Regions from separate parts of the Mus musculus genome. Here region 1 is linked to region 2. The links are chromatin contacts, called in public Hi-C maps. All regions are on one chromosome and are shown on one strand. The core of a region is the stretch at or near the end of the contact, and the rest is flanking DNA. Distances in the headings are between cores, read along the strand shown. Region 1 overlaps Tdp1 (tyrosyl-DNA phosphodiesterase 1). Region 2 has its middle 58 kb from the start of Gm40554.

The links. A called contact is a pair of places that touch in the nucleus more often than the background predicts.
Region 1: a Hi-C map of cerebral cortex shows a contact between it and region 2, with 2.3 times the contacts expected there. The contact joins two enhancer-like sites. A contact is called at or near these places in 3 of 15 datasets of contacts at CTCF or cohesin (large pre-B cells, pro-B cells and stem cell-derived epiblast-like cells), 34 of 484 Hi-C or Micro-C datasets (B cells, CD4 T cells, CD8 T cells and 29 more), 5 of 115 datasets of contacts at active chromatin or transcription factors (SST interneurons, astrocytes, embryonic basal ganglia and 2 more) and 2 of 9 other capture datasets (embryonic stem cells and liver).

The regions. Positions count from the first base shown.
Region 1 is chr12:99,900,046-99,906,798 of GRCm38.p6, reverse strand. It overlaps Tdp1 (tyrosyl-DNA phosphodiesterase 1), which reads right to left. Exons shown (of 16, transcript NM_028354.5): 6 at 4,417-4,451; 7 at 671-763. Among named protein-coding and RNA genes, the nearest start is that of Tdp1, 19 kb to the right of the region's middle. Within about 2 kb of position 3,633, at least 83 of the 459 cell types and tissues checked have an H3K27ac peak or open chromatin away from gene starts, as enhancers often do. A contact at or near this core is called in cerebral cortex and stem cell-derived neural stem cells, where this site is marked.
Region 2 is chr12:99,079,358-99,086,272 of GRCm38.p6, reverse strand. No RefSeq gene overlaps it. Among named protein-coding and RNA genes, the nearest start is that of Gm40554, 58 kb to the right of the region's middle. Within about 2 kb of position 1,907, at least 41 of the 459 cell types and tissues checked have an H3K27ac peak or open chromatin away from gene starts, as enhancers often do. A contact at or near this core is called in cerebral cortex and stem cell-derived neural stem cells, where this site is marked.

The DNA.
Region 1 (6,753 bases), core at 2,384-4,883, 820 kb before region 2:
TTTGAGTTGGACACGTCCCTCAAAATGTCCTCTTAAAAACAAAGCCTCTGGATGGTGAAATGGCTCAGTGGGGCTGGGGAGATGACATAATGGTTAAAGAACTTGGTCAAGTGTGAGGACCTCCCTCTGCATCCTCAGACTCCACGTTAACACCAGGCGAGGTGACTCACACCTATGATCTCAGTGCTCCCATGGCAAGACGGGAGGTGGAGACAGGACAATCTCCAGAAACGTGTGTGCTGGCTAGCCTGGTGTACCTAGCAGCAGATGTGATAAAAACAAACACACAAACCAACCCCAACATGAAAACATTATATGTATGTGTGAAATTCTCAAACAATAGAAGAGATGCCAAGTAAATTTTACAAAACATCTATACAATTATTCCTATGTATCAGGGATGGTTACAGGTGATTCTGCACCAGGCTGATAACACTGGCTACTTCAAGAGAGTGGGATGGAGGCCAGGGAGTGGGAGAGGACTGTGGGGGTGGAGGTGTGGCTCAGGTAGGGCAGTCACTGTGCACTGCTAAAGAACTATAACTCTTTCTGGTATGCCTCTTTTCTACACTTGTACAAGCAGAAAAACAAAGAGGAGGCATGTGAGTCACACTTGTCGTGGCCCCTTCCCAGCATAAGCGACAGCCATGCAGTGCACGGCCCTACGAACCCTTGGGTTTTCTGGTGCCAGTCTTCCCGGATGAGGTTGGAGGTGTGGATGACAACTCGGAGGCCTTCTTCATAGAGCAAGAGCATCATTTTCCTTCAAAGAGAGGGAGGGGAGAAAAAACTATCAGGAACAGAATTTTCCAAATAAGCAGATTATCTAGTGAGAATGCAGGGCAACAGCTGGAGGGATGCATGCTTAGCCTCTTGTGTTACTCAAACTTTTAGTGATTATAAACTCCCCTCTACACACTGCCTTCCAAAAATCTAAGGAGACACATAAAAAGCTATCTTTCGAAAAGGCTCCCAACACCTGGGGGCATGAGCTCACATCCCTTCACCGGTCCCGTAGTATCCATGGCTATAATTTCACTATGAAGGACCACAGGGACATCTTTGCCCTGTGTTTTGCAAGCAAGGTAGGAGTAGAATCTTCTGCTGTGTAACAGGCTAGCACGTTTCAAACAATGGAAATATATGCAGCATATTTTGAAAGTATCAGTCCAGGAAGCCTTTGCGTTAGCCCGTGGCTGTGCGGTCACATACTGAAGGTATAAAATGTTATTTCTTATTGTCGGTTACAGTTTGAAGACTGGATGATGTCTGATGCCCTGTCCTGGTCAGACATGTATTCCATGTGCCACCCTTGTCACCGCTCTGTATCTGGGCTTGAAGTAAGTCCTCTCAGTTGGAACTGGGCTGAGTCTTCTCTGCCCACCAGGGCTTTCTGAGTCCCTAAGCATAGCTACTAAGGGACTTTACATCTTCTCTCCAGAACTAGAGTGTCGCTTCTCAAGTGTGTGACTCTTGTCTTCTGCTGCTTACTACTCATCTGTGTAACTCAGGTGACGTGAGAACTGACTTTTACACTCATCACTGATATGCTCAGCAAATATAGTCGTGAAGGTCCGGAGGCCTTGTGGGGTTTCAACATATCCCACAATGCCCACAACCACCACTGGTGCGGTTTCCACAATGGTCACAGTCTCCACATTTCTTTCTTGTTCACCTTAGAGCCTGGCCTGTCAATTCCCGGATGACGTGGGTCATGGCAGCCTTGTAGCCTAGAAAGGCTGTGAGGTGAACAGGCTTGGAAGCGTCATCCTTAGGGAAGGCTCTTCACTTTCCCACAATGCCAGCTGCTGTGCTTGCGAGGCAAGAAGCCTTTAGGATCCATGCCTGGGAGCTGAGAATTTCCTGTGAGACGTCTCGCAGCCACACGCTACTGACAGAGCAAAGCATTTTCACTTTACACAAGTGCAGAGCCTGAGCTGGAGGAAAAGGACTATCTGAGTCACAATGAGCATGAACTCACACATGCCCACAAGCCAGGGCACTGTGTGTACTGACATGGCTGGAGGTGGGATGGTCAAAATTTTCAGTACTAGAAAGTGAGTGGGAGATGCGGCCTTGGTGAGACAGAGGAGCAGCTGGAGCAGTAGGCGGGAAGCATGCCCCTCCCTGCAGGCTATGGCTGGCTCCTGCTTACATGAGGACATTGTCCATTCAGCTGCTTTGTTTCTCCCTATTGATCTCAGAGCCCTCAGAGGTACTGCCCAACTCTGGGGCAAACCAGAGAACTTTCCCATTCTAAAGCATTGTGTGACACATCATGCCTGGAACCACTGTGCACCCTGGAGATGCTGGACAGACCACATCTGTAGATGGAGTGAAATCCTGACTATTTCTATTGTGCCCTGTGCGTGGTACCCAGCCAATGCCTGGTCAGTACATCGCTCAGGTGTGTGTCACCCCAGAACCTGCCTCACAGTGACTGTTGTCCCTGCTGGCTGGGAGGAGAGTTGTTATCACATCACTGTGAGCTGAGGCTTTCCCCTTCTCTATCTCCCATGCTTCGTGCTCTCACTCAGAGGTGAAAAGCTACAAGGACAAGGATGACCGACTTGAGACTCAGTGACATTACAGGGATTGCTTGGATAATTTTCGGCGAGGTAGGATCTCACGTAGACTGTCCTTGAACTCCTGCTTCTAGCTCGGCCTCCTAATTTTTAAAATAATAAACTAAAATCTCCAGACATGATCTCAATCCTTTACAAGATCCTGATGTTCCAGCAAAAACGTAAACCCTGGATACTCTCTGGCTGGGGAGGGTTCCACTCCACTGACGTCTCTGGATTGTGAGCTATTAGATTTAACCTACAGAATGTGCATGTGTGAGCTGCTCTAAGGAGCAAGGGTTGAACGGGGCCAAGGAAATAATGAATCAACTGTAGCACTGAGCAAACAAGAACAAATTAAAAACTAAGGTTAAAAATGATCTCTAGCCCCATGTTCATCCCCAAGGAACGTAAACTCATTTATCCTAGGTCTCTGCTTTCCGGTGTGTGATATTAAAAGAACCAAATAATTTTGATATGATTAAACAAAGGGGAGCTTCCCCTTTGCTCCTTCCCTGCTGCATTCACAGGGAAGCATCACCAAGCCAGCGTCTGAGGCAGTCTTCTGACCCCGCAAGTCTCTCCCGGGGGTGACAGCATGACCGACAAGCTCTCCATTGCTTGCTAGCCCAGAGGGACATCGGAACTTTTCCCCTGTGAAGCTCATTACACAGCGCAGACCACGTGCTCAGCACAAGAATCGGGCACCAGTGGCCCAACAAATCATACCGGGGCCCAAATGGTGACAGGGCTGGCAGAGGGCCTTCTAGAATCAAGAATGTATTTATCCTGGGGTCTCAGCTAAGGGCGAGAGACAAGGATTTCCTGTGTGGTGCTTTGCATTAAGGCTAAGCTGCCCCCACTGACAGCAATCTGTATTCTGAGCTGAAATTGGCATCTTGTGTGCTCAGAGCTAGAAAATGAGTATTTTATGCATGAGTCAGTACTTGAGTTCACTCTAAATTCTCTTTTGTCCCTTAGTGGACAAAAGCTACCAATTAGGGGTGGCCTGTAGATGTTACCCAGGACAAGTCAGAGAATGGAACTATCACTTCGTGCCTAACTGCTTCCAGTCTGGCTCCTTTTCACAACAGACTGGCAAAAATACTGCTGTATGCACACAGAGAGAAAGGCAGCCACAATACTGTCACTTTCCATCTCAGCTTCAGCAGGAAGCAGCGTCAGGCCAGACCGAGGACGGCCACTACCCCTAGCACACTGCTTCCTCTCTGGGGGCAGCAAGGCCCAAACTTCCACTCCTGGATTAAAAGAGAGAACAGCCATCTTCTGTCACAGTCTTTTGCCAAATCCCCTCAAGAGAAATGTGATTTGTAAAAATATTAAAGTAAAGACAACTGCATTTTGTTGTTTTTTCCACTTGAAAAGCCGAATAACCCTAAAAGTACTTGGTGAGAGGCTATGAAACTAAGTTAAAAATAAATCGAGCTGTCACTGGCTCACGTGAGAGGAAGAGGTGGGCCAATTTCTCCTGAGCCATCTCAGAGGAGTTCACTGGAGCCTTGCAGACTGGCAACTTTCCATAAAATCAGTTTTCCTTTATCAGAGTATGGGGCTGACTAATAATAGACTATTCAATGTAATTCATTCTTGCCAAATGACAGAACTTTTAAAAGCAGGTCTGTCACAAGCCCTGACTTAGCACGCAGAGTTGTCTATGACCACAGAACTACTCTTGAATTCTGTCTGCCAATGGCCTTGGCAGATGTCCTAAGCAATAGGCAGAGGCCTCCGAGGCACAGATCACACGCTTCCATGCTGACAGAGAGCTCCTTGATTATGTCCTTTGACCAATTAAAACCATACCTTCCCCCACTTCATAAAAGTTGCTTACGTGTGGTGTGTTCCAAATGCAATATCCAACTTTGCCTAGGATAGGAAAAAAGTAATTTATTTTAAAAAGTTGCACTTAAATGCTTAATTTTCCTGTCTACCGAAAATTAAATGGGGAAGGGAACAAGGCAACTCTTTAAAAACAAAACAAAACAAAACAAAACAAAACAAAACAAAACAAAACAAAACTGTTTGACTGCCCTCTATTGGACAAACAGAACACAGCTTTTATTACAGTATGCAGCAGGCTCATTTAAAATACTTTGGTTGGGGGCTTGGGGGTGGGGTGGGTGTTACCTAATATGATTTAATACATATTACATTTTTAATTACAGAAGTTATAAGTGGGAAACCTAATCTTTTAGTTGCCAAAAAATATAAATGTGATCCCAAACAAAGTTTTAAATAAGATATTTGGCTCCCAAGAAAGTTAGCATGAACAGAGTTTTAAGAACAGATTTAAACAGCATGGAATTGGTGGCAACATAAAGACATCATGATGCTAAGTTGAAAGAGAAAGTTTCATACAAAGGCAGCAGAAGCTGGAGATAAACACCGCCAAGCCCACCTTGTAATCCAGAATGAGTTTTATAAGTGCCGGTATGTCGAGGGTAAACATTTTATCTAACATCTAGCACAAGAGACCCAAGTCAAGCAGGATATGCCAGAAAGAATGGCTATGGAACAAACAAGTCGCTGAGTGATCAGTTTAGGAATACACTGCCTGGCCTCAAATCCTGCCTCACAATTTGCCTGACTTTGGAAAATAACTTATGTTCTATGACTTTGCTTTTGCCTGATTAAAGTGGGCTATTGTTATGAGATTTAGTTGTTAGGGAGAATGAGAAAATATGCCTAAGTGCTTAGGAAAGAGGTCTTTTGTTGTAAGCAATACATCTATGTAAACAGTGTCCTTTCCCAACCATAGGATGGAAGGATGGGACTGGCTGCCAGGGGAGACATGGACAACTGGACTATGAAGTGGGTAGCAGGCAGTCTGCAGAGGCTCCTAGCAGACCCACGAAGCTTGGGGAAATACATGAGGACCAGCATGCATTTGTGCTGTTTGACTAGAGAAGAAAGTTAGGAACTGTATTTCACATCTGTAAAACTACACAATCATTTTACCAGCTCATTTTTAACTGAGAAAGCACAGTGGCTAGGAGAACTGGCTCCCGAGTTTAGTTGGCTACAAGTTACATGCTTCAGGCCAGACTAAGGCACAAACAACAGGGATAAAAGCAACTTCAGCAGATAATCTTTAGCGCATGCTTCTTTTTGGGCTAATGGACCAACTCTTTCAAACGCTGTACCGATGCCACTAGGAATCCATTTTATACACGAACAAGTTAGATTTAACCAAATGGGAAGTGACAAAGCCAGAATGAACATCATGGAATGAGCCTGTGTGTCATCCCCACCCTCCAACTCACACATCAAAGGGCAGAGCCAAGAGGGTCAGTGTTTAGTGAGACAGACTTGGTGGCGTATGTGGGTCTCCAATACAATCAGAGTCCTCACTGAGACCAGAGTGCTAGTGGACCCTCACTTCTCTACCATGAAGAATACTGGGAGAACACAGCAACCACAAGGCACGAGCAGAGTCTTTACCAAGAACCAGAGTGACCTGTACCGTGACCTGACTCTGGCTTCCTAGATGTCTGTTATTTAAGCTGCCCAGTCTAAAAAAGAAAAAAGTTTTCCATCTATAAATGTTACTACAGTAGCCAAGGCACAGTCATATACCCAGACCTAGAGCTGAGGCAGAACTCAGACAAAGTATTTGAGCCCCTTGTTTCCAGCCCCTTGCACTAAATACACAGCCAACTGATTCCCGGATGACTGCTATTACCAGAAACACTCAATATGGAAAGGCACTTCAGCAGGACAGGACAGGGCCACAGTTCTCCTGCATCTCCCACTGGAGCAGTGGTTCTCAACCTGTGGTTGTAATCCCCTTTTAGAGTTGAACAGGGGTTGGCTAGGATTATCAGAAAACACAGATATTTGCATTATGATTCACAATAGTAGAAAAATTAGTCATGAGGTAGCAACAAAATAAAGTTATGGTTGGGGTCAGCACAGCATGAGGAACTGTATTGAAGGGTTGCAGCATTGGGGAGGTTGAGAACCACTCACTACTCTAGAGTGAGGCACTCAGGTGAAGTGCTTTGTAAAGGTTTTGGGAGCCATGTGTGCTTATGCCCTCTGGTGGCCATCCTGCTCACCGCCCCCCCCCCCCGGCACAAGGCTCTCTTAAACCTGGTACCATTTATTTAATTTATTTAAGACTATTTATTTAATCATGGGCTTTCAGGATTCCTGTCAGTTTACTTTT
Region 2 (6,915 bases), core at 658-3,157:
TTCTAAGCCCTCCTCAGACAGTGTGCTAAGAACTATTTAAGCTTATTTTTCTTGATAAAGAGGGTGGTGCTAATGGTGTGCAGATGGCCTGTGTGTGCTTATATATGTATATATGCGCATGTCTATGTATACATGCACACACACACATATATATACATACATGTATATATACATACATGTACATATGCACACATATATGTGTTTATGTATATATGTATATGTATGTATGCACACACACACACACACACACACACACACATCTATGCTTTGCAGAAAGCATCCTCAGAGTATCATGACTTGTCTTGTGTTTAGCACTTGGGTTCTTTTTCTACCTGAAACCTCCTTTCTCCTACTGCGTTAGCCACTCTCCTACTTCTATTGCTGTAATAAAATATCTTGGCAAAAGTAACTTCATGGAGAAAGGGCCTGTCTTGGCTCTCAGTTCCAGGGTACAGTCTGGGCTTGAGCAAGCTGGTCACAGTGCCTCAGCAGGCAGGAAGCAGAGGAGTGTGGGCGATCCTGCTCAGCTAGCTTTCTCCTTTATATGCAACCAGGGCCTAAGCCAAGGAGTGGTACTGCCCACTATTAGGGCAAGCCTTCCCCTTGGTTAACCTAATCAAAGATAATCCCTTGCAGGTGTTCTTGGGGGCCTGTCTCCTGGGCGATTCTACAGCCTATCAAGTTGACAGTCGACACTGCCTATCATACCTACGTAACCAAGGATCTTATTACCCGATCAGATGCTGTAGTTAGTTAATTCTGCAATCAGTTATGGTGCGGTACCAGACCAAATAGCTGATCACCTCCCTTGCTCTCTGTTGGACTGTTGGTGTCAGCCAAAGGCCCATGTGTTAAAGGCTTGGTTCCCACCCATTGCACTACTGAGAGGTAGGGACCTGGTGAAGCTATTAGGGGCATGCCCTTGAAGAAGGCATTGGGAATATACTTTCTGCCCTGTTTCCCAGACACGATGAGGTTAACAGGCCTCCTACTTTGTGTACTCCCACCATGATTTTGTCTTACCACAGAACCAACCAGCTATAGACTTGAAACCTTGAAAACTGTGAGCTTTTAAGATAAAGCAATCCGTCTCTTGAATTCATTTACAGTAATGGCATACCATCACAGCCCTGTGCCTCCAAGCACAGTGACTTAACGACCATTCATTTCGCTGAGACCACCATCTTTAGGTAAGAGAACCTGCCCGGGGCACTGATTCAGGGCTCTGTGTTCCTTCTTCTGTCTTGCTGCAGTCACCCCCAAAGTCATTGACTTCCCTTGTTGGTCTTCAAGATCAGAACCAAGTTAAAGGTGTTTCTACTTTCCTACTTCTAAGGATGGAAAGAAGGAATTTGGGGGTTTCTTTTCCTTCTTCTTAGGTGACTGACAACTGGGAGTAAGGTTCTGTGGTGGGATGTCCACAGACCTGGCTGCAGATAGCCGGCATTGGCCGTCAGCTCTGCTCACTGCTGCTGGAGCAAGCATCGACTCTCTCTCTCTCATGCTCCGTACAAAATGGTTTAACTTTGACCTCGCAGGCTGTGGCAGTTTCTAGGAACCCCTGGGAATAAATCCTAACGGCTCTTTTCTCTTACAGCTCTCTTCTTTTCCTTTTAGGAAAAAGGCCTTGTCAGAGGTTTAGCCATTGAAGCTAAGCCCCAGGATTCCTAATCCTTTCAGCCTCAGCTTCCCGACCTCCATGAGGCTCAAGGGCAGGGTCACGAATGTGTCGCAAGGCATAAAGGTGGACACTGCGTCCCAAGACTGGCCATCAAGGGGAGAGTTGAGGTGCCTGCTCTGTACCCCTGGCCTGTCCCTGCCTGGGGCATGCCTAGCCCTGTGTCGTCTGCTGGAGGGCGGTGCGGCAGCGCCACCGTGTGGCCGCGCGACATCAAAGCGCTGCGACTCCACCCGCTGGGGTTGTCGCGCTGCTCAGCCAGGAGCCTAGTTAGGATGCTTGGCTTAGGACATCTCCTCTGGTCCCCATATCGAATTTTTCTTTGCACTGCCCCCTGGTGGAGCTGTTTCTACCCCGAGGTGCAGAGGACTTATGCAAAGGGACAGTTATCATCAGAGGCTGCAGTCTAGCCGTCAACATGTACCCCAATGGTTTGAGCTCTCTGGTCTCAAAAAACGAGGAAAACAAAAAGCAAAAGTCCCCAGAGAGTCTCTCATCATGCCAGATCATGCGTTTTCCCGGAGTCAGGAGATGAGATATAACTCCCAGCCCCTGAGACATGCCCAGACAGACAGACATGGACCGCGTCTGCAGCAAGAACCACTCTTTCTACCTTCGGGATCTTTCGCTAGCCAATGTGTAGCACCCTGATCCAAGCTTGGTGATTCCAGGAATCGCCCCAGGGGGCTCTGCCTCAGCATAAATATTCCCCAGGTTTAGGAGGTCCCTATGTAGGCTGGGTTCTGGATACTAGAAAGGGAGACTTAACATCCCGCACTTCTGTTGCTATGGAAACGCCCCCCTCCCCGCAGGTAGACATATGTTAAACTCCAGCGATAAAAGAGCTATAGGGACCTTTAACTTATAGCGGCAGTGGGGGATGGAGGACTGCTCAAGGTCGCCCAGTTAACAAAGGTAAAAACCCAAGCCATTCTCCATTAGGAGAAGATGAAGCTTTGAGTACTCCTTGCTTCTCCATTCGGAGACATCTTCACAGAGTGAGGAGCTTTAGCCTGAGAAAGGCCCAGGAAAGATGGGGATTTGGAAAGAGAATTCATATCCAATCAGAGAACCTTGATTTTTCTACTTCTCCTTACTCAATCGGTTTCCAGCCTCTTCCTGGTCTGTTTGCAGAATAGGAGCACACCCAGAGCAGTATTATTGGTATCTGTCTGTAACAACGAAAGAAGAGACAGCCCAGTCATAAGGATCTGTCCCTGGTAGGTATATCCTGGGGGTGTTCACAAATAAATCTGGACCTGGTGCAAGTAACAATTTTAAAGCACTTGTCAAGTGTAAAGGAGCTCCAGGAACCAGCACATTCGCTGTTTACAAAATGTTGCAAGCCTTGTGATTAGCATCATTGTTCACGGAAGGAAACTGAAGCACAGTGAAGCATTTCAACTAAAGTCATTCAGAGAGCACCCAGCCTTCTCAAGTCCAGGTGCTCCTTCAGCCACCACGCTGCTGATGAAGAGGGGACACGAAAAGCATCTGTGTGCGCACGGGAGCCTGGGGGCCAGAGCCTGGGGCCCGGAGCCTGGAGAAAACAAAGTGTGCCCCCAACAACAGAGTTTTGCAATTAAAGTCCTGGGATGGTAGAAACAGGTCTCTCTCTCTCTCTCTCTCTCTCTCTCTCTCTCTCTCTCTCTCTCTCTCTCTCTCTCCCCCTCCCTCCCTCCCTCCCTCCCTCCCTCCCTCCCTCCCTCCCTCCCTTCCTTTCTTTATGAGACAGAAAGATGCTAAGATCTTCTTCTTGTGCTTGTCCTTCATCATTCTGTGTGGGAGGAAGATGTTCTCTGCATCTGGGAGAAATATCACCACATCATACACAGAGACCCACATGAACCCTTTGGTACCCTCTTAGACACAGCATCCTCATTCTCTACGGAATTGTACTTCTGTTTGGAGAAGGGATGCTTGCCCCTTTACAGCTTTTTAAAACTGGCAACGACAGATAATACAACAGGTTTTTTATTTTGTTTTTAAAGACAGGGTTCCTCAGGGTAGTCCTGGCTATCCTGGAACTTGCTCTGTGGATCAGGCTGGACTTGAATTTAGAGATTCACCTGCCTCTGCCTCCTGGATACTGGAATTAAAGTAGTATGCCACCACCACCCAGCTTTTTGTTTTGTTTTGTCTTGGTGTGTGTGTGTGGTGTGTGTATGTGTGTGTGTGTGTGTGTGTGTGTGTGTGTGTGTCTGTCTGTCTGTCTGTCCGTGTCTTTGTGTCTGTGCAGCCTATACTTTGGATAGTGGAGTGGCAGATTGTATTTCTAAAAGCAGCTGGCCCAAATGCATTCCATCTCACACTTACGTAACTAAGATCCTCTCTTTGCACATTCCTAAGTAAACTTAGGATCCTTCCTCTATGTCTGCCCCTCCCAAACCTGGGTGAGATTTGTGCCAGTTTCAGTTGGTAGATTGGGACATCACTAAGTGCGCATAACTTTTGAGACAGATCATAAAAACTCCCTGTCCATCTACTCTGCTGTCTCAGGACATTTGCAGCCATGCTTTGAGGTAGTCATTGGTGGCAGGGAAAAAAAATGTGTAAGTGCCCCAGCCTCCAACTTCTTAAATTATAACTGATTTTTTTAAAAAATTTCTTTTTAGAACAGGGTTTGTCTGTGTAGCTCTGGCTATCCTAGAACTATCTCTGTAGACCAGGTTGGCTTTGAACTCAGAAATCCGCCTGTCTCTGCCTCCCAGGTGCCGGGATTAAAAGCGTGCACCACCACTGCCCGCCTGTCCAGTGCTTGATTTTAAAACTTGATTTTTTTAATTGATGATGAATTCCATTAAAAACCATTAAGTGAATCTTGGTTTTGGATAGCACAGGACTTCCAAATCCCAATTTTATTCTGAAATGGCCCTGCACGTCATTGTGTCGTGTGCACTACATATTCATGTGAAGCAGCAGTTGCAGCATTGATAATTTTAAAATCAAAATTTCACTGAACTCTGAGAAGCTTTGAAGAACTATATCCTGCGCTATCAAGATTTCATTCTTTATATAAAAATAACCAAGCATATTCATCTCAGTAGGGTGCAAAATTGCTTTACTGTTTAATAAGTGGCAAAGCTGCACATACGTATCTCTCAAAGCATTGTTTTAAAATGAACCTCTCTGTGGTTTATTGTCAGTAAATGTTTGATTTATGCACCTGTCTTATATAGCTGCACACCTAGGCTGTGTAAAATTATCTTAGGTTAAAAAAAAAAAAAGGTCATAAGTTACTGCTGAATACTTGCGGGGAGGCTAGCTTTTGAGCCACTTCAGCTAATGCTGTTGGGGACGGAGCTGGGCTCTGCCCACATTGAAGGTTCAGGGTCAGAATCATTTATTACCAATGATTTAAGCCACTAAGTTTGGGTGGCTCTAATGACTGTGAACACTTTTATTTTACTGTTATCCTCTGTTCTTCAGTGAAGTTCAGGCACATCCACTTCTAAGCATACGGAAAGATTTCCCCAGGGAGAGCTTTGAGGCAGAATCACTAGACCTAAGTCTCAGTCTCAAGGAGTGGCCCTCCAAGAATGGAGACTACACCTTGAAAATAGACTAAGCAAACCGTACAGTGTCAGCTTCCTAAAATTCTAAGGACACTCATTTAAGAATGGAGTGGTAAGAAGGACTGCTGTGTGATGGGAAAGGACAGATATTCGAACGGAGTGATCATGTTCTTCAAGGGCCAAAAGCCTGAGATTCAGGCTTCTTCTTGGGACAGAATAGCTCCAGCAGCTTCAACTCACAGACAGAGGTACCTTCTGGATATCCTCCTGAGATGCTGTCTATGAATCCCTAGCTGACTAACATCCTGGGCCAGGATCTCTCACTTGGGAAGTGGGCTAACATCAGTGGGGGCATTGGCACCACACATCCTGTTCCCTGTTCCCTTCCCTGCCTCCTATTAGAAAGCCCGGCTGTGTGCTTGTGTGCGAGGGCATTAAAAGGAGAGCCTGCCTTTGCCTGTGTGTGCCGATTCTTCTCTCCAGAGATCAGGCCATGCTGTCTGACTCTGTGTCTGTCTGTCCATGGTGTTAATAAGTTTTCTAGTAAACTTGTTCCCCAGAGATCTGCCTCAGTGTTCTCTTGAACCCCACACAATGAAACAATTCTAATAATTTTATAAGATTTTTTTCATAATTCTACCCATACAGTTGCAGATTAAGTTCTTTGAGATGAAGTTTTTAGTTTCTCTTGAGCCGTTTAGAAAACCAAGTAACATGTTGACTTTAGAGCACAGGCTCACCATATACACTTGACACTTTGAGCAAAAGTCACACGTGGGACTTGAGCTGTCCATTGCCACATTCCTAAGGGTTTGGAGGACACTGAACAGCAAGGCAGATTGATACCAGTACTCAGGTAAGACAAGAAATTGAGACACACATGTTAGGTCACTAGGATACTTGGTTTCAGCTATCCAGCATGACAGGAGGGTTTAAATTAACCAAATGTGTTGTTGAAAGAGAAGGGAGACTGCCATGCCAACATTCTTTCAGAATGTCCTGAGAACAGCTGGCTTGATCCTTCATTGGTGTCTTATGTCACAATGGAGATTGCTCCACACAGTATTGCATGTTCCTCTCTGATGCAACGTGAAAGGAGATATTGGCAAAGTACACCTTGGTACAGCATTCAATGACAATGTCATATACCTCTCCCCAGTAGGGTTCAATAGTCAACCCTGATCTCAGAGAGGCCACATTCAGGCAGGTGAGACGGCTCTGTGGATAAAGACAACTGCCCCTCAGCATTGTGTCATCCAAAGAAACAACTCTTCTCTCAAAGGAATGAGAGACATAGTCTAGTCTACAGGCAACATCATGAGTGGCCATGGCCCAGGAGCCATTTAGATCACCTTCAGTATAACGTTCCAGTGTGGAGTATAATGTTTTAATTGTGGAGTTTTACAGTAACAGAACAAGGAGAGTTATCTAAGTCAAGATAGCTAAACAATTCGTTGTTGGAACTGCCAGAGGGGGGTTGGTACAGAAAGATGGGGGAGTCTTTCCTATTGGCCTCCTCTGCCATCCGATGATGCCCTTAGCTTTTCAGTATATGGAGGCTAGAGCCGTATGATTACTTATCTGCTAACCACAGGAAGTTAGGTAAGACAGAGGTCAGCGTGGGATGGCCACTTAGGGGGCAAAAGCTAGCCTCTAAATCAAAGATAAAGAGTAATTAGACCCTGGACCTACAACACTGCAATTTCTCCAAATCACTACAGT